Regions from separate parts of the Mus musculus genome. Here regions 2, 3, 4 and 5 are each linked to region 1. Evidence: chromatin contacts called from public HiChIP or PLAC-seq data. All regions are on one chromosome and are shown on one strand. Each heading gives the region's core, a stretch centred on a gene start, on an enhancer-like site or on the middle of the called end of the contact. The rest is flanking DNA. Distances are from core to core; before and after follow the strand shown.

Region 1 (4,941 bases), core at 688-3,187:
AAAAAGTATTATTCCTATGCTTTGCATTAAAAAAAAGAAAAACAAGGTCAATATCTTTATGGTCAGTCATCACAATGAAAGGCACAGCCACCCGAACCTTTCCTCCCAGGCTTTCCTGATACCCACACAATGCTGGAAGCTGTAACACTCCCGCTAAGCCGGAGAGTTAATTTTATTTGTAATTTTCAGCGGCTTTTAGTTTAATTGCACAATTTCCTCAATTATTAAAGTTCACCCTGCGTACTTAAGTTCATTAGCCATTGTCAAATGGGCAAATTACTTTGCAATTTTAATATTTGTTGGACAAAGCTACACTAATAGAATCATTCTCCAGACTCAGCCTTCACTTTGCGGCAGCTCGCAGTGCAGCTGCAATAGGTGCCAGGAACTCCATCCCCTTTCCCTCTTTCTTTAGGACTGTCTCCTCCTGCTCCTGACTTTATCCACACCGGTAGACTTTCCTGTCTGTTCCTCTCTGTTTCCAGAGTTGGGGAGCCCAGGAGGCCAACAGTAGCATTGATAACATTGGAGTGGCCATAAATATGTCTGAAAAACTATCTAGGTGGTCAAGTTCTCAGACATGAGCAACTTGCATAAGTAACATATAGTCATGTGTGTGCATCAACCTATAGAAACAAAATTGGACTTCTCAATAATCAATAAATTGAGGTTTCAGTCGCTAACATTTAGATCACTGCATCTATGCTAACATATCATACATGTGTATATATATGTATGTGTATATATATATGCATGTTTAAATTTTTCCATAGTCTAAGTGCTGGCAAGACTCTCTCTGTGACACTCTTTCTCACACACATACACATACACACATTCACAGCTCACTATACTACACTGAGCTACTCGATATATGTGTGCACAGGCTCTGCTTACATATACATGCTTACACTTGTAACCAAAACACCACTTTCTTCCAGCTTCACCCCTTGCATTTCTGAGCCCCCGCCCCGTGCCCCGGCACAGATCTCATTTGATTAATGATGGTAGGTTTGCTCCCTGGCAGTGCCACCCCACCCTCTAGGGATGCCGATTGTTGAAATGTACCAGTATCAGGAACCTAAAAACATGTGTCCCCACCTGCTGCCGACTGTGTGCCCTGTGCATAGGGACTCAACTCCAAAATATCTGGGTACCAAGACTTCCAACCCTAGAGGACAAAACCCTGCCAGCGTGGTTTATCTTCCCAATAATTAGGCTTGTGTTTCTGCTTTATTAACTCCAATACAACAGCCCCCTGCCCTCTGTCACCAAGGAGACTAATAGATGACAGTCACTCTGATTTGGAAGCCGTACAAATTAAATGACTGAAGTGAGAGGAAGCGAAGTTAAGACAAATGGTATCAAGATAAGGCAGTCCATCATTTACATAGGAGTTTTTCTAACATTAAGAGGGTGTGGGGGGCGGGGCTTCATTTTCCATGCATCAGTGTTAAAACAAACCATCCCAGCGTCCCCATTCAAGCTCAATGACAGGGAATTCCCAAATGTTTCTAGGAGTAACTGATGGCCTATGTCTAAAACCAGGATCGCCTTCCCGTCTCCCAAACACCCATTCTTTTTATTTTATTCTTTTTTTTTTTTAACTTTTCTCAAGAAGAGCCTTCTTCAGTTTTCTGTGCATGAATCCACGAGCTGGCCGTTCTTGCACAGCTAGTCAACAAGTCTAAATCCTTATCATCCCTGGGGCAGATTTGTGATGCATTCTTAACCTCGTGTTTTCCCTTTCTGGGGGTTTGTCCCAGGGGAGGCATCCTCACACACCTTGTGGACAATTAACGTTACCCAGAGAAAGAAAAACAAAATCAAAATATTGGAGGGGCTGGTGGGCATCCAGCCATGCCAGTTCCCACCATTCTTCTGCGGAGCTGTAGCTGTGTTCAGTGGTCGGATCTGAGAAGCCACGTTAGCTCTTGGCTGCGTAGCTGCCGGGTCTGGCGCAAGCTGATGAGATGTGATTATCTCCATGCAGAAATACCAGGGTGGTTGGGAGATAATTTGAAATGAAGTTAAAAATGAAACGGCACTAAAGCTTTTCTCCCTTGTGTCAAAACAACCACATCTTCTCCATTCCTTCCTTCTTCCCCCTTTCACTTTGACGACACTGGTTCACACTGGGGGTGGAGACACGCCTTCTTGCAAACTGTAATCCTTGGCTAATTTTAAATTTCAGATGATTCTGTTTGAAAGACAGCTCTAAGTTTCTATCAAAAAAAAAAATCAGCTTCCGGAGATCACAGATAGAGGTTGCCATGCTGGCTTTACTGAGTAAGCCTTAGACACTGCTATGACTCACAGACTCGAAGTTTCATTTTTCTATACTAACACTATTCGGGTATGAATAGCATGCCTTGATAATAAATGACATTCGGTTGCAAATGTCTTTGAACTTTAGCTTAAAAGAAGTGAAAACAGATTTAAATACATTTCAAATGTTAAACACTATATTTATTGAATCATTGCAAATGGAGTTACCGCGTCAAGTGACAGGTTTTTTTTAAAGCTATGTAAATGTTTCTTTCTTTAAATAGATGTATTTTAGTGCGAGGTATATGTCTAGGCACTGTCTAAGCTTGCAGCAATAATTCTCGATTTACAAAATCAGCAGTGAGGGTTGGGAATTCAGCTCAGTGGTAGAGTGCTTTCCTAGCAAGCACAGGGGCCTGGGTTCTGTCCTCAGCTGGGGGGAGGTGGGGGGGGGCGACAAAATAACAAAATCAACAGCGAATCTTGCAGTGAGAAAGAGTCCATTGCAATCATTAATATTATCCCTCTCTGTGCACACATGCAGTAATCAGATCCCTCGATGAAAACTTTTTAAAATTCTAAAGTTTGATTTCAGGCTTTGCCTTGTGTGTGAGTGTGTGTGTGTGTGTGTGTGTGTGTGTGTGTGTGTGTGTGTGTGTGTGTGTGTAAAGTAGCTGAGTTCTTCTGCAAGCTTCAAAAGTTCCAGCCACATTGTTGAAAACGAAGTTTGAAGTTATTCTGAACAGGGTTGTACAGCTCTTGTGTTCACTGCAGAGTTGGGGGTGGGTGGGGGTGGGGGTCATAAAAGCCGAATTCACTGAGGGCAGAGGGAAAGTCTTTAGAACTCTGTCCGCCCCAGCGCCATCAGTCAGTTAAGAGGAGTATCTGCAGGGTGCCCCCCTCTTCCCTTTCTGCAGTGCTAGGGATGTTTATGTGGATAGAAAGGGATGACAATTAGTTATATTTATCCATTCTGGGTCCATTTAATCCCCACTGTTTTCACTCCCATCAAATCCATTATCCCAAACAACGCTGCGTATGTCTTGATGGAGTTGCATGCAGACTGGCCTTGTTTACTCCGAGAAGACGAATTTTATGGCAACATTAAATACATAGTGAAACCTCACCAACGCAGGCCCTTGGCAGAGGGAAGTCATCCTTGTGGCTCCTCCTATCTGCCTTACCCCATTGCAGTTTGACTTGGTCCTTAAACTCTGGACCTTTCTCCCCCACGTCCCTACATTTTCTCCACAAGTTTTTTATTTATGGTCATTGAGTCCATGTGTTTCCAGAGGTCACAAAAAGCAACCCCATCTTCAAGCAGCCAAAGTCTTCTCTCTCTCTCTCTCTCTGAAAATGGCTTGATATTGATATTACTCCTAACAATTCAGGCTTTCTTTTTTAAGCCCAGTTTTTAAAAAAGAAAATAAAAGAGAAGAAGAGAAGGAGGGGATAAAAATGTAATAATAATAATAATAATAATAATAATAATAATAATAATAATAATAAAAGGAAGAAGAGGCAGAAGGGAGGAGGGGGAGGAGGACTCCCTTGTTTGTTTAGAAAGAAAATCTTAGGTGATCTTACTTACTTTCTTTTCTTTCAGCACTTCTTTGTCTCCCAAAGCGTGTTGCCTGCTACTATGGAAGCTGCAGAAGTGATTTGATCAGAAAATGCAGACCTGTGCTAGCTGACAACCACACAGTAAGGGTGAGGACATCATATGTGTTTGAAACTCCTGGTTTCACTAGGAAGAAAAAACACACTGTATGGCAAACTTTATTATTTAGGCCTTAACACACAGCCAGGACGAGTGGCTCAGACTAAAGGAAATCACTGCTTAATTCCACAAACATTGTTGCAGCCCAGGAATGGCACACACACACACACACACACACACACACACACACACACACACACACACACACACACACACACACACACACACACACACACACACACTCAAAACTTTGAGAGGTCCCCTCCATGAGTGCCATCCAAGCACACCAGTATCAAAACGTGCGGCGCAGCGCCATCTGCTGGCAGCAGGTGCGTCACCTAAATCGCCCCGGTCGCAGAGGGCTATACTAGGTAAAGTGTAAAGGGCTCAGAACCTTTTTCCGCTTGGGGTTCGGGCTGCTGGCCAGCCCTGTTTGCACAAAACCATAAAGAGTAGGCAAGCGACACTGTGTAGAGAGAAAACTGCGCAGGAGAAGCCGTTTCTCAAGGCCTGTTCAGTGTGTAAACCGGGGAAGATGGATAGGTTTGTAAAAGGTCCCCAGAGATCTTGGCCCAGGTTTCTAGCATTCAAGAAGTAGGATTTCTTTGTGTACAAACACAGGGGTACCTTTCCCCTTTCGTTCTGTCAGTCAGCAAGGTATCCGCAGGCCTGTCTTCACATCGTACTGTGTGCTCCGGAGAAGCTGAGCAGTTCCCAGAGATAGCATTGGGACCTAGGCCATTGCTTTCTTGTTGGCTTTAAAGGGGAAAGGGGACACCAGGCTGCCTTTATTCATCAGGTCCACGAACTCCCGGTGTTCCATCCCAAGGGCGGAATCTGAGATAGACTCAGCACTCATAACTGGACTATGTGGACCAGCAGACAGGCCATTTAAGGAAGACCCAACTCCCACCCCCGAAGTGACTGTGAATAGCACCTTATCCACAATGGCTCTT
Region 2 (4,941 bases), core at 1,184-3,683, 240 kb before region 1:
AAGGTTAAGAGAACCAAGCAAGTCCAGGACCTGGCTGGTTCTCAGAATGCAGATGAATTGGACATGCACCGCCCTTTTAATAATACTTCGATTTCAGCATTTTAATGTGACTCCTGCAATCTCCTGTTGGACATAGTGTCTATGATTCCTTTCTGTTTTAAATCTGGCCTACTTCGTTCCCTGCTATAACCTGCTTGGTTCCTGTAAACAGTTGCCCTGGCAGCCCAGTGTGTCCTTTGTAACTGTGGAAATGCCTCCCAGGGATATAGAACATGGAGTGTGGAGCCAGGAAAGAGAGTCACAGTTTTCTTGGTTGCAGACCCACATTTCCAAGCAGGGACTCTGAGGCCAAGAGGGGAAACAGGAACCAAGAAATACCCACAGTCAACTCGTGGTCATATCTTCCTTGGCATGGTTTCAAGTGGCATTATTTCTTCCGAAACATTTTGAGAAGCATCACAGGAACAGAATTTACTAAGGGTATCAGTTTCTTATCCACAAATTCCTTTGACAGCTGTCACTCACTGTGGCCTCTGCCTGGTCTGCAGCAATGAAGATCCATGGATGAACATGGATGAAATGGTTTGGGGATTCAATTACCCACTTTTTCTATTTCTTTTGTGCCCTTACTGCTCTGCCCATAACCTAGTGGCTCTGTCCTGCTCCTAGATCATTCTAGGCTGGACGTTCCTATCATTTCTGTTCTGCTAAGCTTCATTCCCCCACCCCCCACCCCCTTCCCTGGCCTAGTTTCTACTGCCTTCTGCCCCTTAATACTACTTCAAGTGTAAGGATAGAAATTCTGTTTGTCCTCAGCAAACAAAAAGATCCTTCTGTTCCCATGACCTGCCTCCATCAGTGTCGATGGAAGATAATAACAAACAGCAAAAATGATTTGTCTTCCTAAACACACACACACTCTTAGGTTCTCATCACGGGGTCTGCTGCAGCTAGGCAGTCTGTGCATCTATAGCGGAAGGCAGAGAACACAGAAAGAACAGAGCACTCAGTCACAACGTGGGGACACTACAGAGGGCCTTCCCAGCCTCATCCAAACCCCTTCCTTCCTTCCATTCTAGCTAGGTAAGGCCACAAGATGGAGGTGCTAGGGTTAAGTGCATTGAGTTAGTGGCACCGATTCTAGAACCTTTCCTCTAGATTCTTCTGGAGTAGTAGTTCCGAGGTGGGAATTTTGGTTAAATACTCCCCTTTTAGAACAGGATTCATCTGCAGGGAGCTTCCTGGCACTTAGAAGGAAACCCCTAATGATGAGGCCTCCCCATATTCTCCTCCTTTGGGCCTCATTGTAATTCAGGCCTATGCTTCCCGTCTGACAGTGGTCTCTTTTCTTTCCATCTTTAATTAGCACTGTCAGTTTTAATCCTCTGGAAAGGAGAGAGGAGGAAACGCATGTCCCAACAACAGGCATGTTTGCAAGACTCCAATAAACTCACAGAGTTATGACATATATTAAGAACATATCTGCATATATTTTTCTACTCACTTAGCAGAGAGTGTTAGTCTTCTTCTCCCTTGGGATCACTCTAATGCCATTTTTGGTTAGCACATATGAGGTGTTTTATACTGAGATGTCAATCTCTTAGATGGCCTCACCCTGAAGTGTCCCACTAACTCAGTCCCTTTGGACTGCCCCAAGCATCTTCAATGTTTTGATTGCAAATGCGGATGGGAAGCCACCATTCCAAGCAGTGCCCCCTCAAATCTTCCTATGGATTAATTTGCTGGGTGGCCTGAAATAGGTCAAAAGGTTTGGACTTGGGAGTAGAATTCTAGAAATAATCACCCTATAGACACTCTAAATCAATCATAATTAATGCTCTTGCTTAGTCCTGTCATCCAATTGCTGCTGGAGGGTGAAATAAAGAGACCCTTTCTAATACAATTTGAAAAGAGATCAAATCTGTCATTTCATCTAATAATTGAGCCAAATGAGAAAAGAGAGAGGCCAGAGTTCACCGGGTGACCTTATGTAAACCCAATAATGCATAATTCATTTCCTTTTTATGGAATTTAAAAGCCGCTGTAAATGGGCAGGACAGAGTCTCTGCTTCCCGCAGCTTCTGCCAGGCTACTCATGTTCGGTCCCCCAAAGCAGCACCAACTTTCCAGCAGCAGATTCCAACTGAATAATCCCCAAACCTTCTTCCAAAATGGGCCGGCATTGAGTTGGTCCTCCCAAGCGTGTGGAGTTAATAACTGAATTAACCACTGACAGCACTTTCGGAATGATATAAAACCTGTAATTTATTTATTGAGTGCTACAAATACAGTTAAAACATGTTTTCATGCAAAATGCGTTTCCTCTTTTTAATATTATCAAAAGGGAGACTCCGGGTTTGGCTTTGCGGAAGAGGAAGTTGTAGGCAGCCTTTATGTCATTTGTCTTTTCTCTCTTGGTGCCAGCATGTTGGGAAATTTCATCTCTTTCCAGCTTGAACACACTCTATGCCGAGGACAGTATGAATGAAATTCAGAGCGTTTGAGGAAAGCTTCCAGCGAGGTCTGCGGCATCCTTAGCCATCTCCAGCCATCAGCGGCCTGGCAGATCATCTCCCATGGATCACTGCGGAAACTCCCGGTTATCAGCCAACCAGATCCATGCTTTTCCAAAGAGCCCATTTCATCAACCGGTACTACCAAAGCAGTTACTGTTGTTACTGTGGTAAGTACCGACGGAGAGACAGTTATGTTCTTGTGGTATAAAGGTGGTCCCAAGATGCCCTTAGAATGTTCAGTGGTTGCCCGTGGTCCTTCAGCAGTTGCAGCTTCTGACTGTTCAGTTGAGATCGCTCTCTCAGGATGGCGAATCCTGCAGGTCTCTGCTCACCATGTTTTTGGCACTCTCAGCCAGTGTAGTATTGCATGTCTGCAGCTCAGTGCTCAAACTTTCCTCTCTGTTGCATTTTGTAATACACCTTGCTCTGTGCCACCCTGAAGATGCACTTTCTAATACTCAGATGTGACCTTGTCATTTTCTTTTGATGAAGACTTTAGTATGTCATGAGGGGTTAGTCTAATTCTTCTAGAGGAGTGTTTCTAAACCAGTGGGTCACGCCCCCTTTGGCAAACTTCTGTTTCCAAAAATATTTACACGAGGATTCATAACAGTAGCAAAATTAGAGTTATGAGGTAGCAACAAAAATACCCTTATGGCTTGGGGGTCACCACAACATGAGGAACTGTGTATTAAAGGGTCACATCCTTTAGGAAGGTTGAGACCCACTGCTGTAGAGGAAGCTTTCGCACTCTGAAACAAGAGAGAAATCTCACCCACTCTTTGAGTCCCAGAGTTCTACTGTTTACTGATTTTTTTCTAAACACTAGCTAACTTGCCTAAAATACAAAAACATGGGCACTTATAATAAGTGGATGGGCTATATTATATTTTGTAAAAACAGTTTAAAGGCTCATCAGGATGAAATCATTAAATAAAATTACAGAGTTCCCAAAAGGAAGAAATATTCTATGGGCATGAAAAATGATGGCTTTAGCCACATTCAAAAATACTTAAGATGTTTCATCGAGCAACAAAGCATGGATAATTTAACCTGAGAAGTATGATCTGGTTGTATTCTTAAAATGTTCTTTCTCTAAGCAGAAAGGAGAAAAATGTGCTTTGGAGCTTAGCACAGACCAGAGTAACAACATTCAAGAAGGTGGAGGGCAGACACTAACAAGGATGCCCAGGTCACAGGCAAGGTTGGCTTGCAGTTGATGGAATGAAAGACAGACTAAAATCAATAAATAATGCTGGAATAGTTGATGATCTGTAATAAGCCCATAAAGAAAACCCACATCAAACTTTTGGAACATAAAGTTGAAGACCTTCTCATGCAAATGTGTTAATTCTGCCCATACTGTTCTATGTACAAGCATATTGACAGACGTACAGACATGCGTGCAAATACAGAGAGATTCACCAACACTGAAATTAAAATCTTCAGTATGATGTAGGACACCTTATGCAAAGTTGGAAGACAAGCTACAGACTACAAGACTATTTTAGAGTGGATATCACCAGGAAATGATGGATAAAAGCATAAAGTGGGCTTTGGACTTAGCTTGATGCAATTCACTTCTTGGCAAGTGCTTGCAGGAGACCTTGGGTTCACCCTCAACATTGCAAGGAAAAAACAAGTAAAAACAGCTCCCTAGAAAAACAAGTCATGGGAGAAGTGTATTGACAATTCTTAGAAAAACGAATCGAAATGACCAACAGAACTCTGGACAGAAGCTTGATGTCTTTAGTGAGAAGGGAAATGAACATTTAAAAACTATACTGACTCTTTTGCATGGCAAAATAATAAGAGCAAAATGATCGGGGAGGGGCAAATCATGGATGTACCCAGTACTGGCAGCTCTGTGGAGAGATAGCCAACCTGTAAGTTTACTGTGGACTGCAGCACCGTGGTCTGCGGAGGTGACTCAGTAGACAAATACCCCTGACACCAAGAATGACAACCTGAGTTCAATATACAGCAACCCACACTGTGGAAGGAGAAAACCAACTCTAGCAAGTTGTCCTCTGACCTCCACGTGTGCGCTGTGGCATATATGACCCTCACAAGAAAATAAAAAAAATTAAAAGGAGAGATTCCTGTGTACAGTCCAAGGAGACAGGCAGGGGAGGTTCAGAGTTGACAAGACGAACAAATGGGAAACCTTCTAGAAGCACTGGACAGGCATCGGGGTGTTGGACTTTACCCTAGAGGGGCACAGGGTCTGGGCCGACCACTGAGGTTCAAACCCAGGCTTCTCATGTATGAACACTGTAATCAGGGACAGGAGCTTAATTGTTCTGTATCTTGCTTTGCTCACCAGCAAGATGGGAGCAAATATAAAATGGGCCATATAATTCTTAATAAGCATTTTTGAAAAGGCTGGCGTATAGTAATACATTAACACAGATAGGCAAATATA
Region 3 (4,941 bases), core at 668-3,167, 210 kb after region 1:
CTTACTGGGAAACCTGTACCACTCCCTCTCTTGTCCTCTGCACCCAACCAGCCAGGTAAGTGGGAAGGCAGGATGCCAGATGAATGGGGAAGACATGTCCCTCAGATGCTGAAAAGGCAGAAGGGGATGAGTGCTGCTTGGCGGTGGGGTGGGGTGGGGTGGGGCACACACCTTCCTTCTGTGCCATGCCAGTCCTGAAGCTGGAGAACTGGTTTTCTGCTGCCAAGCATCTTCTCTCCAGCCGCACAGGGAGTGCTCCCTGAAGAGGCAGTTCCTTCGTTCGTGTCAGAGTCCAGAAAGAAGCTTCCAGTTCAGGTAGACAACGCAAGCATGAAAACAATTAGGTAATTAAGCACACCTGTCCTTCCTGGTTAGCATTAATCCAACCTGCTGCCCAGCCTGGAATCAGCTAGAGGATTTGAATCTCTCGGTATTTGTTTCGTCTTCTCCATTTCTCTCGCTGCATCTTCAATGCTGGCTGGCTTTTTGCGGCTCAGTCTTATTCTGTCAAGGCGTTCCTTCCTTCCTCCTTTGACTAGTACAAAATTAAGTACATGAATTAAAAAAAAAAAAACCTACCTGGCTAAGTGTGTACCTGAGAAGTGGCGCTTGCTCAGTGTGCATGAACCCTGGATTCTGCATCTGGCTCTGCTAAACAAATTATTAATGTAAGATAAACATCCTTACCATATTTTTAAAAAAAAATCACGGCCTCATTTTTCTGTCTGCTCAGGGCAAAATCTCATGTCAAACCCTCTTTGGCTGCTCCTGTCAACATCAAATCAAGCCCCTTATTTAGAAGTTCGCCTCTCCTCTTTCAAGCCTTTGATATATATCCTCTCCCCAAACCCCATCCCTAACTTTTCCTATTTTCCACTGCCTTCCTGTGCCCCTAACTCACGTTGCCAGGGTAACTAGAAAGATCTCAGACCCTCCCCCAAAGATCCAGTGCCCGTTTGTACTCTGACTTGACATCCTCCCCCTCGTGATGCAGAAAGATCTCATGCATTCAAGCAACTGAGCAGAAAATGTGTATACAGATAGGGGAGAGAGAGAGTTATCCCCAAGCAGGATAGCCGTACAGAAGGCAGGCAGTTAGATAGCATGGGGACTTCAGGAGGAAGAAGAGCAGAAGATCAAAGAGTCCAGCTTCTATGCCCTTGCTTCCTTCCCTTTGCTCCTCGGTAGGAAAATTAGATCCTGCAGTAACCATATTCATCGTGGCAATTTCCATACACATCCCAGTTTATAAGATCCCCAGAGGAAGGTAATTAGCACACTCTGTTCTTCGCTCTGTGTTCCTTTCTCTCCTTCCTGCTGGAGATGGAGCCAATGTGTCCCATGGCTAGGAACTTGCACACATTCCCACGTGTGTAATTGGCAAATTCCTGGGGCCTCGGTTTCTGTCGCCTAGAACGTGACTGCTCTCCTCACTTGAATCCCTCTCCCATAGCCCAGCTTTCCAGTCTAGAAGATGCTTCCACCATTCCACCATCTCCTCTCTCCTGTCTCTGCCACATTCTCACCCAGAGTTTAAGCAAATAGCATGGCCTGGTCTTTGCTTCACTGACATTAGGCAAATCATCCATGTTAATGCAACAGGGACAGAGAGACAAGGGCAATGAGGACAGGCGGACATCAGGATGAGTACAGCAAGAAAAACACAGCTCATGCCAGCGGGTTTTAAAAATCAAAATCCCCCGTTCTTCCAGAATGCCACCACACACACAATGCTATCATGCCCCCATCCCTAAACATGAGCAGGAAGGATCGGGACTTGTGAACTTGACTTATAACTTAGGTTATAGATTCTGAGCTTTAAGCTAGAACATGTCTCAGAAGCTGGATTGAACTTAAATACATCTCTAAAAAAAAAATCTTGTAGACTAGATTCCCAAGATTTTAAAACGAGACTCTGCTTTTTGCCTTCCAGTCTTCTGAAACTGGATTGTTTTACCTAGAAGTTTTCTTCAATCCCCGCCCCCCTCGCCCTTCTTTCTTCTTAAAAGGCTGTTATTGAATCAATTGTGTGTCTCCCTGTCAGCGATGTCTTAGGATCAGGAGAAGAGGGAGCACACTTGCATGAAATGCGACTATGGGTGTGTACAGCTGTGTCTCTGGGGATAGCCATTCAGTGCCCCCCCCCCTTTGCTGTGAAAAGCACAGCAACTCAGCTCTGAGGTCCTGGGAGAGCCTTTGGGGCAGACGCTGACAATGTTCTCAGAGAATCAGCTCCCTACAACACTCAAAGTCTATTCTAAAGCAAGAAACACAACTAAAACTCATGCCAAGAAAAAGCTACTTTTGCTTGGAGGGGGGGTGGTGGCTCAGTGGTAGAGGGCTTGCCTTGCCTAGCAATCTCTAGAGTCTGGTTTGCTCCTCAGTGCAGGGAGGGCATTGAAGAAGAACAAATAAATACGGTGGTGACTATGATTTTGTGTATACAGAGGCTCAGAAGAGACCCACTGAGCACCTGAGCGCTTTATGGTCCTTGATGCTCTCTGAGCTTCAACTGTGTTGCCATTCTTATTAGGGACACCCAGTCCAGATACTGAGCTATGTGTAGGGGGTGTACACCCTGCAAGCGAAGAGATGCCTCATCTTTCAAACAGAATTTCTATACAGATTCCTAACCTCACCTCCCTGAGTTTTACACTGCATTTTATCAGTTTATAAATTTGCACGGTGCCTCTGCACCAGGAAGAGGGGGCAGATAATCAAACCTACGGGCGTTTTACACTCAGACACTGAAAAATAAAGACCATTAGTAAAAAGTATAATTAAATTAAAATGCCAACTCACCAAAGAAGTTCCACAAACGGGAAATACATCAAAGCGTGATAATACAAATGGGCTATTTCTCAGGGTTCGAGGATGTCAACGGAATAAACTTGGATCTTCTGCTGACTTTTCATGGCCAGTATAAGGGAATAGCTTAAAAGTAAATTGCCACAAAAGTTACCTTCAACCAGAGATCATGTGGGCAGTGGTTTTACCCTGATCATTCCCTGAGTCTGGGGATCCCAAGGTCTGGGAGACTGGGGGGCTGGGGGGTAAACAAAATCTCATAAAACCCAGTTTCTTCTTTTGGGCAAGTTGGCTGGCCCCCAAGCCTCAGAAGAAAGTTTCATTAGTCATTGGATCTATTTTCTCAGGTCCATTCAGTCTAATTTATTTTGAACGCGTGTTTGCCAGTCAGGTTTAACATAGCTGAGTATTCTCTGTAAGCAATCTCATAATGAGGCCGCAATTCTTTGTAGAATATTGAAAATGACTGTTGGCATGCAAGTTCGTTTTCTTAATTCCTCTTTTAGAGTGCAAATAACCTTTGAAAACCTGCTTCTAGGTGTTTATGTGTCAGGACAGTATCAAAAATTATTCAATTGCCAAATCACATGTCAACACGTCTACAACCAAGCCAGGGACTATCCCAATTCCCATTACTCTGCTGCCCTCTAGTGGGCAATTCAAAAACCGTGCCTTCGTTTTCTTTTTCAGTCCCGAGTGAGCATGTGGTATAAGACATTCAGACTTGTATGGTGCCACAAAGGTAAATAGAACATTAGAAGTTGTAAATATAAATAACAAGGAAGCAGGGACCCAGATGAGATCCATGGGAGGTGTAGTCACTGCGGCACAGTTGGCAACAATTTTCTAAGAGTTTACCTAAGAATCAACTACAGCCAATAAAGTACCATTGGGACCAAAGCTTCTGGCTTGTCCAGTGTTCAAAGACTCTGTTGAGGAGACTGTGCCCAGAGGAACTTAGGTGATCGTTCAGATTATTTCCTTTAGAGCTATAAGAATGTCATATTCCAGAATGTCGAAGGTAGACGGGGACATTTAAGAATCTATGCATCCCAACACTTCTTGGATAAAAGGGGATGATTTGAAGTGCCAATAAAAAATATGCAGAACTTTAGTTGCATTAAGGAAAAGTTATTGAGTACACAGCAGCACAGAGGTGTGAAGTGTGATGATGGCTTGCGGGTGACATGCAGACTCATCCATCACATGCTGAGATGGAAGCTGGTAAGGTTTAATTGTGAAGTTTCTCCCTGAAGGCTCCTGTGTTAAAGGCTTGTGCGCTGGTGAGCCATCACGGAGAGGCAACTGGCTTGTGGAGCTTCTGACGTCTTCAGAGAAAGCCGATCGGCACTAGCCATCGAGCTTTGATGTCTTTGAAGGCCATCTTGCCCCTGATCCCTTCCTGTTCCTCTCTGCTCCCTGGCTGTTCAGAGTTCAGCAGTCTCCTTATCTGACACCCAGCCATTTTCACAGTGTCTCCCTCGCCTCAGACCAAAAGCAATGGAACAGATAGTCTGAAACCTCTGTCCTCATGAGCCAAAGATCAGGAACCCACAGTTACCAAGTAGCAAAGGCAACCAGATCCCGGCATCTATAATTTACAAACCAATACTCTATTAATTATGGTGAGGGTGTAGGGTGGCATTTGCTTCGTTTTATCTGTGTTCTTGGTGGGTTCAGGGTGCCACGGCTCATGAGTGGAGGTGAGAGGACAATGTTTGTGAGTCAGTTCTCTTCTCCCACTAGCATAGGTCCTGGCACTCAACCTCAGGTTGAAAAGCTTGGCAGCAAGACCCTCTACCCACTGAGCCATCTTGTCAGCCCCTGTCCCAGTACAGTGTTAAGAACTAAAAATTATGAATATGATTATTGTTACTGTTGCTATAGCAAGCACTCTGGGATACACTTTTATAATAATTTGCAATGCCATCAGCAAGGAGCCAATAACTGAGATCCCATCACGGACTTTATGGAGTCATTATTGTTTACAGGTTAACTAGACCAGACCTAAATGGCTCGCTCCAGTCTGAACGGTCATTGTCTGGATTCTTATACTCTCCACACTTTGCTGTGTACAGTGGAGAAAGCTCATGCATGCTACTTCAAAGTCATGGCCAGAAAGTGATGAAAACA
Region 4 (4,941 bases), core at 1,067-3,566, 210 kb before region 1:
CTCTTAAATCTCTCACTGCATATTAGTATCACACTACATATTAGTATCACCAGCATTAGCTGGTGAGGACAAGCCACATTCAGCCCACATACTTTGGGAACACCCTTTTTTCAGGTATTTTAGTGTCATCAAAGCAGGTGTCTTGATGTCTAATTTATACCCCACTTATTGGCAAGACATACTTTGAGATTGAATTTACACAAAAAGCTAGGGAAACACGTTGTAGTTATAAAGACATCGGATAACGAAGAAGACGTTTAATATGTTTTTATTCTTTAAGCTTAATCAATATATGCAGAACTAACAGAACCTTCCTTCTGTAGCTGCAAACATTATCCACTGTCCCACTGGCCTCCAGCTTGAACTAGCATCTAGTAGCCAGTACATATTAGCACTTCCAAGACCTGGCTGTTTATGTGAGTCTGGTATTCAAACCGAATGGGAGATGGGATTTTCTGATCACTCACTCTCCAAATCTGCCCCTCCCTCTTCACATCTCATTAATTCACTTACTTTATGGTGGCTATGATAGTGCTGAAATTTCGTTTATTTGCTTTACCAGTTCACTGTTGTCACATGACAAGACCCTACCTCATGTGTCTTCTACCTCCATACACCTTGATCCTCACACATATTTTGTTCTTTGCAAATATATGTTGCTGTATTTGCTACGTAGTATATAATGAATGAACACAGCTTAGGGATGCATTTGAAAGTAGAGGCTACAGATTGAATTAAAACTCCAGTTCTTCACCTTTCCCTCTTGGCATTCCTTACCGTGTGACTTGAGTCTTGCTTTGCAGAAGTGAGCAAGGAAGGTGCTCTTGGTGGAAGCAGGGCCCTAAGAAACTACCTTGTTGTCACTTCCTTCCTTTTACCTCCTGTGGTGGGATCTGCCCTCCTGGGTAGGCTTAGGAGAAGACCAGCATCTTTTGGAACAGAGCAACTTGCCCTCCATCAGTCTCAGAGGGTTGGGTTCCAGATGTGAGAAACACTGGTCCTTTTTCAGCCTCTGGCAGGTGGGCTGGCTTACTGTACAGAGATGCTAATGAGAGGAATGAGTCTGGTCTTTAGGAAACAGGTGCCAGGCTGAGCTGTGAAAGTGAGGTTCAAGCAGGGCATTCCATAGGTTTGATTTTTTGAAGACTCAGACTTTCCAGGTTGAGCAGGGAGGACCTAGAATTCTGAAGTCGTGGGGGCAAGAAGAGAGAGAGACCTCGTGGCTATTCTTTTCCCTCTTTTCCCCCTTTCCGCCCTTCACACTACAGAAGCCTAGGTGTAGATATGACCCCACAGTTTTGCGGGGAGCCTCCTTTGCCTGTGACGGAAGCCATAAGCTGAGGGAGAACAAGTCACGCCTCGCTGTTTGCGTTTGTTGTCTCCATGTCCGCCATTTATGAGAGGAAGCGAAGTTAATTCGACATTTATTCATCTTCTATAATGAACTTGTGAAGAATGGCATGGATCGCTTCCCGCAGGCTCCCTGAATATCATTTTCTAAATGTGCTTTCTTTTTCTTTTTAATCACCTAAAATGTTTATCTGCCCCGAGGTTTCAAGACAGAAGATTCGGTGTTCCAAGCACAGTGTAGAACCCATAATAAATTCGCTATTAATTGGAGCAGCGGGAAAGTCAATTACAGAGAAATACTCAATCTTTTTATCAACCTACTCATATTTCTTATTATCCGGCATACAACGTTTGTTTTTCCAACACAAATAATGTTAGCACTTATGCATTTAATTTACTTGTCTTGGAATCTACGTTTCGTTTGGTTCTTAATGCAGTTAAAAAACATTTCCGGCTTCTATTTAAATGGTGGCATTAAAATTTTTTAGAACATTATAATTTAACTATGTTGCTATGACGATAATGAGGCTTTCAAGATGATTATCCAGCTTTCTGAGTTCCAGAGCTAAGACTGTAGGAAGTCACTCACTGATAGAGAGACTTTGGTATGGGGGGGGGGGGCAAATCATCCTATCTTAGAGAGTGATGCTTATCTGGGTAATGGGGTTAGAATGCTCTGAAAATCAGGGCTCAACACGAAAAAGGAAAGGCCTCCCATGAGACGGTTTACCACAGAGATGTCACCAAACTTCTGGGCTGTGCAGCTGCAGGTTAAAGACTCAGGCTTTGCTCTCATTGGCTAGTAGTAGGTCACATGATTACCCCTGAGCTAATCAGGATGGACAAAAGGATGGCTCATTCTGATTGGTTCTGAGCTTCACGTTTGTTTTTGTTTTCCCTGAAAAATAGAGGTAAGATGGGCCTCACTTGCATTAGATAGAAGAAAAGGAAGTTCGCTAGAGGGAGATTGCCATTGTTACCAGAACTGGATAGTGAAGATGGCTACAATTCTCACTCCACTTTATTTTGTGTGTGTGTGTGTGTGTGTGTGTGTGTGTGTGTGTGTGTGTGTGTGTGTGTGACTATAGAAAACAAAAACAAAACCAACAAAACACAAAAATACAAAATACAGAACAACAAATACAAAAATTTGTATCACTGCTTGAAGAATCCTAGTCCTCTTTAATACACTTAATTTTTGATTGCACAATTATTCCCCATGAAATGGTCTGAATGTTTATATTTACTCAAAATTTTTGTGTTGAAACCCGATCCTCAAGTTGATGACATTAGGCATAGAGGATCTTGCGATATGATGAGGTCACAGGGACAGAGCCTTCCTAAATGAAAGCTATGCTCCTATTAAGGTACCAGACTGAGTGCAAGAGGGAACTGTATACGGGCCACAAAGTAGACGGTGAACTGGCCTTGAACAACTGTGGGGAATGGTTTCTATTGTATCTAAGTCAGCCAGCTTATATTGTTTTATAAGAGCAGCCAGATGGATTTAGGCATTTCAGCATGGCTTGTTAGAACCACAGCTTTGCTTTGTCCCCATCACGGTAGAGTATACTTCCTGTCCCTTGACCTCAGGTTTTCTAATGTAGTGGGTCAGGGTGCAAGTTTGAAAAGTGCTGATGTGTTTCGGTTTGCCCTGTGAGTTTTGCTACTCCCATGAGAAGAATGAGCTGTGGGGACCAGCTGGTCACAGACATGTGAAGCATACCTGGTTATGAATTGTCACCTGGGCCCAGACCACCTGAGCCTGAGTGAGTCACCGATGCACAGGTGGGAAGTAGAGCTTGCTATTGAGGGCAGTGAGATATTTTTTTCTGGTTATGACACTTGTCACTCCAATTTAACTCTGGAGAAATTGCCAATGGCTGCACACCTGACAGTCCATTAGCTGCATTTGTGAGAAATCTATCTTTTCTCTTTAGTCTGTCTGGACACCATCTGTGAAGCAAATAAAAAATGATTTCTAATTTGGTGGAGTAATTTCCCACCATAATTTCCCCAAATTAGATTTTATTTCTATTGTCACCCTTTTTATAAACTTTCCCCCAAACTCTAAGAGTTTGTAATTTGTGTCCCCAAGTGTGTAACATTGAACAGGATGCTATAAATATTCCACCACTCTGAGCGTGCTCAATAAGAATTACAACACTATTATTATGACTCCACTTAGCATGTACAAATTTGCCTGTAGATGGAGATTTATCAGGTGTTTCAGCTTCTCGGTGACAGAACAATATTAATGTCTTCACAAGGACAAGCGTGTTAATCCAATCTTTCCATATGCCTAGAGATGCTAACTCTCTCAGTTTGGGCAGCTGGTTTCCTACATACAGTAGCTTCTCTGTTACATGCAAGGGCTGGGGGGAGGGGTGATATTTGCGTATCTTTTTGTGGTATTGCACAGGACTTGAGATTGCAGAGAAAACTCCCACAGAGATAGACCTTTCATTTTTCCTGAGTACAAACATTTAAAGAAGGCATGAAAAGGGGGCTAAGACATGGTCCCTGTGGGAACACCATGGTGATTTCCCGAGGAGGTGACTCAGTGACTAAGTCCACTTGGATTTGAGTTTTATGGCTCATTTGAATCATGTAATTCATTCAAGAGACCTTTACTCAAAGTCTATGTTATGCTCAGCTGGGTTTAGAAAATGCAGGTTCTGGCTTGGCAAGGATGATGCTCCCTCCATCTAAGTGCTTCTAGGGTGATCAATTTATTCTACCAAAGGTGAAAATGTAGTTCAGGAAAGTTCTGATGAATGTAGGAGAGGGATTGCCCTCAGCAGGCAGTTTGAGAAGTTCTTTCTGCCAGAGGAGGTGATGGAGATGAGTTCCAGGGAACAAGCCTGAGGCACCTTTATGCTTCGGAACAGAGCAGACTGGTGGCCAGAGAACTTGTGTTGGGGTGGTGCAAACTACTTCAAAATTGGAAAGAACTGTGGCAATGATGGGGAGATGCAATGGGCAATCGTTCTTAGATGTGCCTTGCAGAGGTAGGTAGAGACCACATGCTCAGGATAACCTAGGATGTTGACATTCATTCTAAATCACTTAGGAGCCATTGCATAGGGTTGAACAGGGATGTGTGAAGGATCTGCTTTTTGAGTGTCCTTGTCTATTAGGAAGAGAAGCAGTCTGGGAGTATAAGGCAACCTACTCCCCAAACTGAAGAAGTACAAGTGTGGTATTTCCATGTTTGCCTTGTCATTTGTTATTGATTATTCATCTCCTTCAAAATCCCTGTTGAAATGTATTTGACATTGTAACAGTGCTGAAGGGTGAGACTCAGTAGAGACTGCTGGTGCATGCCTATAATCCCAGCTTGTAGGGAGATCACAAATTCTTCCCTGGTATGATGTAGTGATGCCAGGTTCCCTTCAATCCTTGGCATTGGTCTCTCCAGCCTTTTGAGTTGACAGCCCACAAACTCATGCTCATTATAAGTTATATAGGCACAAGATGGACAAGGACATCAGTCATTTCAAGAGAGTAGAATCCTCCATTCATGCCACATGCTGATTCTTCTTCCTGTGTATTTATCTGTTTGTAGGACCTTGTGAGGTCAATTTTAGT
Region 5 (4,941 bases), core at 1,047-3,546, 160 kb before region 1:
TTGATTGGTATTCACTGATATCAGAAACTCAGTACACCTTTCTCTGTTGACTCTGTGATTCTCACACGCTTGATCTGTGTGTTTTCTTGGACTCATTAGCAACTTACAGCCTATCAAAGGGCTGTGTTTAAACTTAGACTTTGAACAAGAATAAATAGCAGTCGATTAACCCTATAAAAGGGTCGGGACCCTAATGACTCCCGGCTTTGGAAGCTACTGGAAATTTTTATGTTAATTAAATTGAGAACCCAAGAATGAATAAAAGCACCATCTTCCAATTCATGTTTAATTTGGGCTAAATCCATGATGCTATTTGGAGTAGAGCATACGGGATTATTCTTTGGGATTGTAGCCTGAAAATGAAGTTGTACTCATGCTTGGATAATTTGAATAGCAATTTTGTGGAAATGATGTTTTAAAACATTTCAATTACCCTGGTATTTATTTATTTTTGCTGATATTGTTGTTGTTTCAATCAATGGCTATATCCAGTTGCTTGTTGGGGTTTGGCTGTTCTGTCCCCAATTTTCTCGTCTACCTCTTCCTCTCCATGGTACATACATTAACCCTCACATCAATTTCTGGACATGGTTTTTAATACTTTCTTGGAAATCAACTATTTTCTTTATGCAAGTGATTTCTTACCTTCCTAAGAAAATGAAAATGCAAACACTATTAAGTTTTTATTTTAGATCCTTTTGATGGGTGTCTACCATTCCAACTTGCAACAAAAACCTAAAACCCTTGGCTGTAATGCAAGGCAGCCCTGACCTTATCAGGCCATCATGATACTGGTCTTTAACACCACACAAATCTCATGAGCCCTACAGGCCTAGAAATTTCCCACAGTGTATTAAACTTCAGCTTTGCATATGTTGGTGTCCAGAACTATTGCCACACCATAAAGCGGCTCCACAGAACTCTCAATATACACAGTTAAGTGTTGCCACATATGGGTGCTACGTGCTACATATGTGTGTGAAAGCCTGACATTTAGTATATACCAGTGGAACACTTAAGAAGCAGGGCTTAGTGGTAGGGGGTGTCATTAGGTCATTGGCAGAATATCCCTAATGTGGTTCCTATGGAAACCTGCATCAGTTTTATAAGAGAGAGAAACCCCAGGCACACACCACACTCTCTGCCTTCTGTCTTGTCCTGTGCTATCCTCCTCATGCGTGTTGTGATGATGTCCTTGGCCATTTCTCTAGATGGACTTTATGATGCTGACACGCACTTAGAACATATAGAACTATTATCTAGAGAAACATATTTTTTAATAATCACCTAATTACTTGATTATTACTTAATAAAAAGACATGTCATAGATATTGCATTATGGTGAAAGAAAGTGGGCATACACTATCAGTTTTAAGGTGTATAAGTAGAGTGCACAGTCAAAATCGCCTAGGAAATTCTTTGTATCACCCATGGGGTAGCAAATACTGTTTAGGGTGTTAACAAAACTAGTAGGATCTACATGCTGAGTAAGGACTCCTTCAGTTGATCACATGTTAAAGTGGTTGACTTTTAATCTTGGTTGAGACTGAGTTCCCCAAGTTGTAGAATGAGGGCGTTTAAACAATCATTAAATGTTTCATTTTAATGTAATATTCCAGAATAAGAACAAAAAACCCCACATGTACCATGGATGTTGCTGCTCTGGGAATTGTGTAAGATTTACCAACTAGAGGCAGCAGACTGAAGATGTCTTTACTGAGTTGGTCTAAAGCCCAGCAAGCTTGAGAAGTTTGTTCTCCCAACGAGAAGCAGTCAGAAGCAGGGGATCTACCCATACCTCTCTTCCCAGCCATGAGGCAGAAAAAGATATGAGTGGGAATGGAAGTTACATGGATGTCTTGAAACCTGGGGTGACCAGTGGGCAAAATGGCAGTCCAGCAAGATGGTGGACTGTAGTGTGGGAGAACGTTGGACCTCTCAACCCTTACTTCAGGCACTGGAGAAGTGGGTCCAAGCCAACAGGTGATTGGAATTTCTGAAGAAAACAGTTACAAACAGCTAAAGTATGGCTCAGGTCACTCATAAGACACTGGGGTTGGAAAGATGATGCAGGAAAAATTCTTTAAAAGACAAGATTCCAGGGAAAATGCACAAAATAAAAGAAGGGTCGGGCCTCATCCGGCCTTAATGATTTTCTCACTCTAGGACATCCTTCAATTTTTTTTTCCTGAAAAGTGCTTCTGGGGCAACGTGGAGTGGAGACGACAGGTCAGAAGCTGTAGGATTTTTGCATCCTGATGAATCTATTTTCCAGGGTAGCAAGTTTCAATTCCCCCTAGACTATGTCCCAATGGCTCTGTGGTGCCAGAGGAAACTCATTTTGACTCCTTTTCATCCCCCAGCATTGTTTCGACAGTTTCCATTTGAGAATTGTTCAGTGTTTTCTTTTTTCTCCTTTTCTTTTTATGCTGTATGCAGTTCCCGCTAGGCGACTTATCTGTGTGGTTTCTGCCTGTTTTCAGACGTAAGTCTGCAGTCTGTAATAGGCTCTCCTGGTTTGTGAGCATCAATCTAACTTTGAGCCCTGGGAGAAGTCATCTAATCAGCAAGTGTTTGATGCTTATCTCCCGTTCTACACTGTGAGAGATTCAAAGAAATATCTGGTGTAATCTTTCCCTCATACATTTATTGCTCTGACAGATTCAATCATCTGTAGCAATGAGCAGATGAATCATACGTCATAAGATTTTATAGCAGACTGGAAACTTCCAGACCATCTCGTGGAGCCCTCACTTTGCAGAAGCCTCTAGAATCGGCTTTGGTGCTTTGTCCTCAGGACTGTGCCCTGCCAGAAGCAGGACCTCTCTCTTGGCCTTTTTGATCAGCAGCTAGTTTCTGGTAGACCACAAATGACTAACAGTGTGGTTCCTTGATCTTGCTTTCAAGCTAGAAGCCCCCATACCTAAATTTCCAAATACAATAGGGAGATGCTGCAGAAGGGAAGAGGCCAGTACGGCTTGGGGTGTTACCTGCTAGTTCCATCCATTCTGCTTGACAGACATTACACAGGGGGCCAGTTTAAGGCCTCTGTTCATTCCAAAGTTTTGCTGTCATCTTTTTTCTTAAAAACTTCTAGGTGTCTTTCTTTTTCTTCTCATACCCACTCCTTGATTTTTTTTTTAAATGAATGTAGAGAACTACTTCTTTAACAGCAGGTCTTTGAACTTTGGGCTAGAAAGAAACTTATTCTTCCAAATGGCGCTGAAACTTAAAAGACTATTGGGACTTTGAAGTTGGACCGAACACATTTTATGTTAGGAGATGGCCACAAGCCTGTGGAGACAAGTGGCGGAAGGTTGCAGCTTAAAAGTGATTCATTCGGGTGTCAAGTTGTCAAGGAGCAAATTTGTGCTTAGAAGACACACATCTAGGTGTGTTTGTGAGAGTTTCTAGAATGGTCCGAGGTGAGAAGACCTTATCTAAATGGAGGTAGCACAACTCCATGAGCTCCAGTCCTGGCTACAAATAAAGAAGAAAGCAAGCCAAGTCCAGCATTCATTTTCCTCAGTGTCCTGACTTTGAATGCAGTGTGCACTGTCATGCCCTCTCTACCACGGCGAGCTGAATGTGAGCCAAAGTAGATCCTCCCTCTGTTGTTCCTTGTCAGTAATTCACAGCAACAGGAAAGTGATCAATACTGTTTTGTTCCTGAGGAGGGATGGGAATCTGAGCTGCCAACACGTCCATCACCAAAGAGCGTGAACAAGGGGTAGGAACACACTGAAGTTAAGACAGTGTGCAAACCGGAAGAAGCAGGGTGAACTCCTGGGCTGTGTTCACTGAAGAGTGGGCATGGATTAGATACTTTGAGGTTGGGGTATTCTGAAATTTCATATTCATGAAAGAGGTTTAAGACTGCTGGAGCAGATGGTGAGGGCCACAGACAGATGTAGCCTTGCTTTAAGGTCATCATTATTTAGATTCATAGTGTGACAGAAGATGGTACTGGATGAGATACTGGTAATCCGGGAACCTAGATTGACATGGGATCTGCTCTTTCAGCCAAGAAGTTGGAGAACTGGCTAGAGACTTGGAGATTTCTTCAACCCTACCTGGTTTCTGGGGGAGGTGACTGTGTACCACTACACGTCAGCAAAGCCAGGATGGAGTTCCTGTCTTCGCCAAAGAGTGGTGGCCTGCTCTGTTAAAAGTTCTGGGAGTAGGAACCACAAGTTACAAGATGGCCAGATTTGAGGGTGACCCCACTATCCAAAGTCATCTTGTAGCCAGCAAACATGGTGTGAGTTCCTGCCTCCATCTGGGCAATTCTGCCCAGCCACGGGAGAGCCTGGCAAAGCAGGTGTGCCCTGCCAGAGAGTGGCTAGAGATGCCTGTCTGCCCAGAGCCCAAGTCAATACATGGGAGCGTTAAGATGAATGCCACAAACACTCATGTCCAAGGAGACAGGTGCAGATCCCTTCAAGGCAGCCACTCCTCCTTTTTTGCTTTTGTGACTTTAAACTTCTTTCATTTTGATCTGAATTGGAACAATTACAGGCTTAGAGGATGCAGAGTGCTTGGAGTCCTGTTATAACCTGTTGAAGAAACACTGGCTGCAGATTCCCTTTGTAAAATTCCTGGGGACACAGGGACACCTTCTATCCCTTCCCACTCCCTCTCAAGACCCCTTCCTTTCCTACTCAAGAAGTCTTTTTTTTTGTTTTGTTTTTAAGAATGTTCATTATAAAATAGGGAATGGCTTGAATTATCTCTCTCTGCAGGGATTTCCATTAACTTGAGATATTTACCACAATTAGCTACACCTACTGGTCAAGACTCATGTGGAGAGCCTGCAGCAATCTCAACCTAACAACAAAACAGCCTATAACCAAATCCTAGTGAAAATTTTGCTTCTTCATATAGCTCATTGGACAAGGAAACAATATTGATAAGGAATGACCTACGAGTTCTAGGAAAGAT

The links. HiChIP or PLAC-seq counts read pairs in DNA pulled down with a chosen protein or histone mark.
Region 2: an H3K27ac HiChIP or PLAC-seq map of VIP interneurons shows a contact between it and region 1, with 4 times the contacts expected there. The contact joins two enhancer-like sites. A contact is called at or near these places in 4 of 484 Hi-C or Micro-C datasets (cortical neurons, embryonic cerebral cortex, ganglionic eminence and 1 more), 4 of 115 datasets of contacts at active chromatin or transcription factors (the SCID.adh cell line, VIP interneurons, embryonic basal ganglia and 1 more) and 1 of 9 other capture datasets (embryonic tail).
Region 3: a contact with region 1 is called in an H3K4me3 HiChIP or PLAC-seq map of the SCID.adh cell line, with 8 times the contacts expected there. The contact joins two enhancer-like sites. A contact is called at or near these places in 1 of 39 promoter capture datasets (hippocampal neurons), 46 of 484 Hi-C or Micro-C datasets (the G1E-ER4 cell line, the HPC-7 cell line, adipose-derived mesenchymal stem cells and 23 more) and 8 of 115 datasets of contacts at active chromatin or transcription factors (the SCID.adh cell line, astrocytes, embryonic basal ganglia and 5 more).
Region 4: a contact with region 1 is called in an H3K4me3 HiChIP or PLAC-seq map of the SCID.adh cell line, with 4 times the contacts expected there. The contact joins two enhancer-like sites. A contact is called at or near these places in 5 of 484 Hi-C or Micro-C datasets (embryonic stem cells, liver and uterus), 2 of 115 datasets of contacts at active chromatin or transcription factors (the SCID.adh cell line and embryonic basal ganglia) and 1 of 9 other capture datasets (embryonic tail).
Region 5: a contact with region 1 is called in an H3K4me3 HiChIP or PLAC-seq map of the SCID.adh cell line, with 9 read pairs. The contact joins two enhancer-like sites. A contact is called at or near these places in 6 of 484 Hi-C or Micro-C datasets (cerebral cortex, cortical neurons, microglia and 1 more) and 2 of 115 datasets of contacts at active chromatin or transcription factors (the SCID.adh cell line and neural progenitor cells).

The regions. Positions count from the first base shown.
Region 1 is chr8:89,567,709-89,572,649 of GRCm38.p6, forward strand. No RefSeq gene overlaps it. Among named protein-coding and RNA genes, the nearest start is that of Gm26331, 19 kb to the right of the region's middle. Within about 2 kb of position 1,938, at least 18 of the 459 cell types and tissues checked have an H3K27ac peak or open chromatin away from gene starts, as enhancers often do. A contact at or near this core is called in the SCID.adh cell line, VIP interneurons and microglia, where this site is marked.
Region 2 is chr8:89,328,973-89,333,913 of GRCm38.p6, forward strand. No RefSeq gene overlaps it. Among named protein-coding and RNA genes, the nearest start is that of Gm35593, 96 kb to the right of the region's middle. Within about 2 kb of position 2,434, at least 2 of the 459 cell types and tissues checked have an H3K27ac peak or open chromatin away from gene starts, as enhancers often do. A contact at or near this core is called in VIP interneurons, where this site is marked.
Region 3 is chr8:89,781,769-89,786,709 of GRCm38.p6, forward strand. No RefSeq gene overlaps it. Among named protein-coding and RNA genes, the nearest start is that of Gm24212, 120 kb to the left of the region's middle. Within about 2 kb of position 1,918, at least 2 of the 459 cell types and tissues checked have an H3K27ac peak or open chromatin away from gene starts, as enhancers often do. A contact at or near this core is called in the SCID.adh cell line, where this site is marked.
Region 4 is chr8:89,359,450-89,364,390 of GRCm38.p6, forward strand. No RefSeq gene overlaps it. Among named protein-coding and RNA genes, the nearest start is that of Gm35593, 65 kb to the right of the region's middle. Within about 2 kb of position 2,317, at least 2 of the 459 cell types and tissues checked have an H3K27ac peak or open chromatin away from gene starts, as enhancers often do. A contact at or near this core is called in the SCID.adh cell line, where this site is marked.
Region 5 is chr8:89,406,860-89,411,800 of GRCm38.p6, forward strand. No RefSeq gene overlaps it. Among named protein-coding and RNA genes, the nearest start is that of Gm35593, 18 kb to the right of the region's middle. Within about 2 kb of position 2,297, at least 3 of the 459 cell types and tissues checked have an H3K27ac peak or open chromatin away from gene starts, as enhancers often do. A contact at or near this core is called in the SCID.adh cell line and microglia, where this site is marked.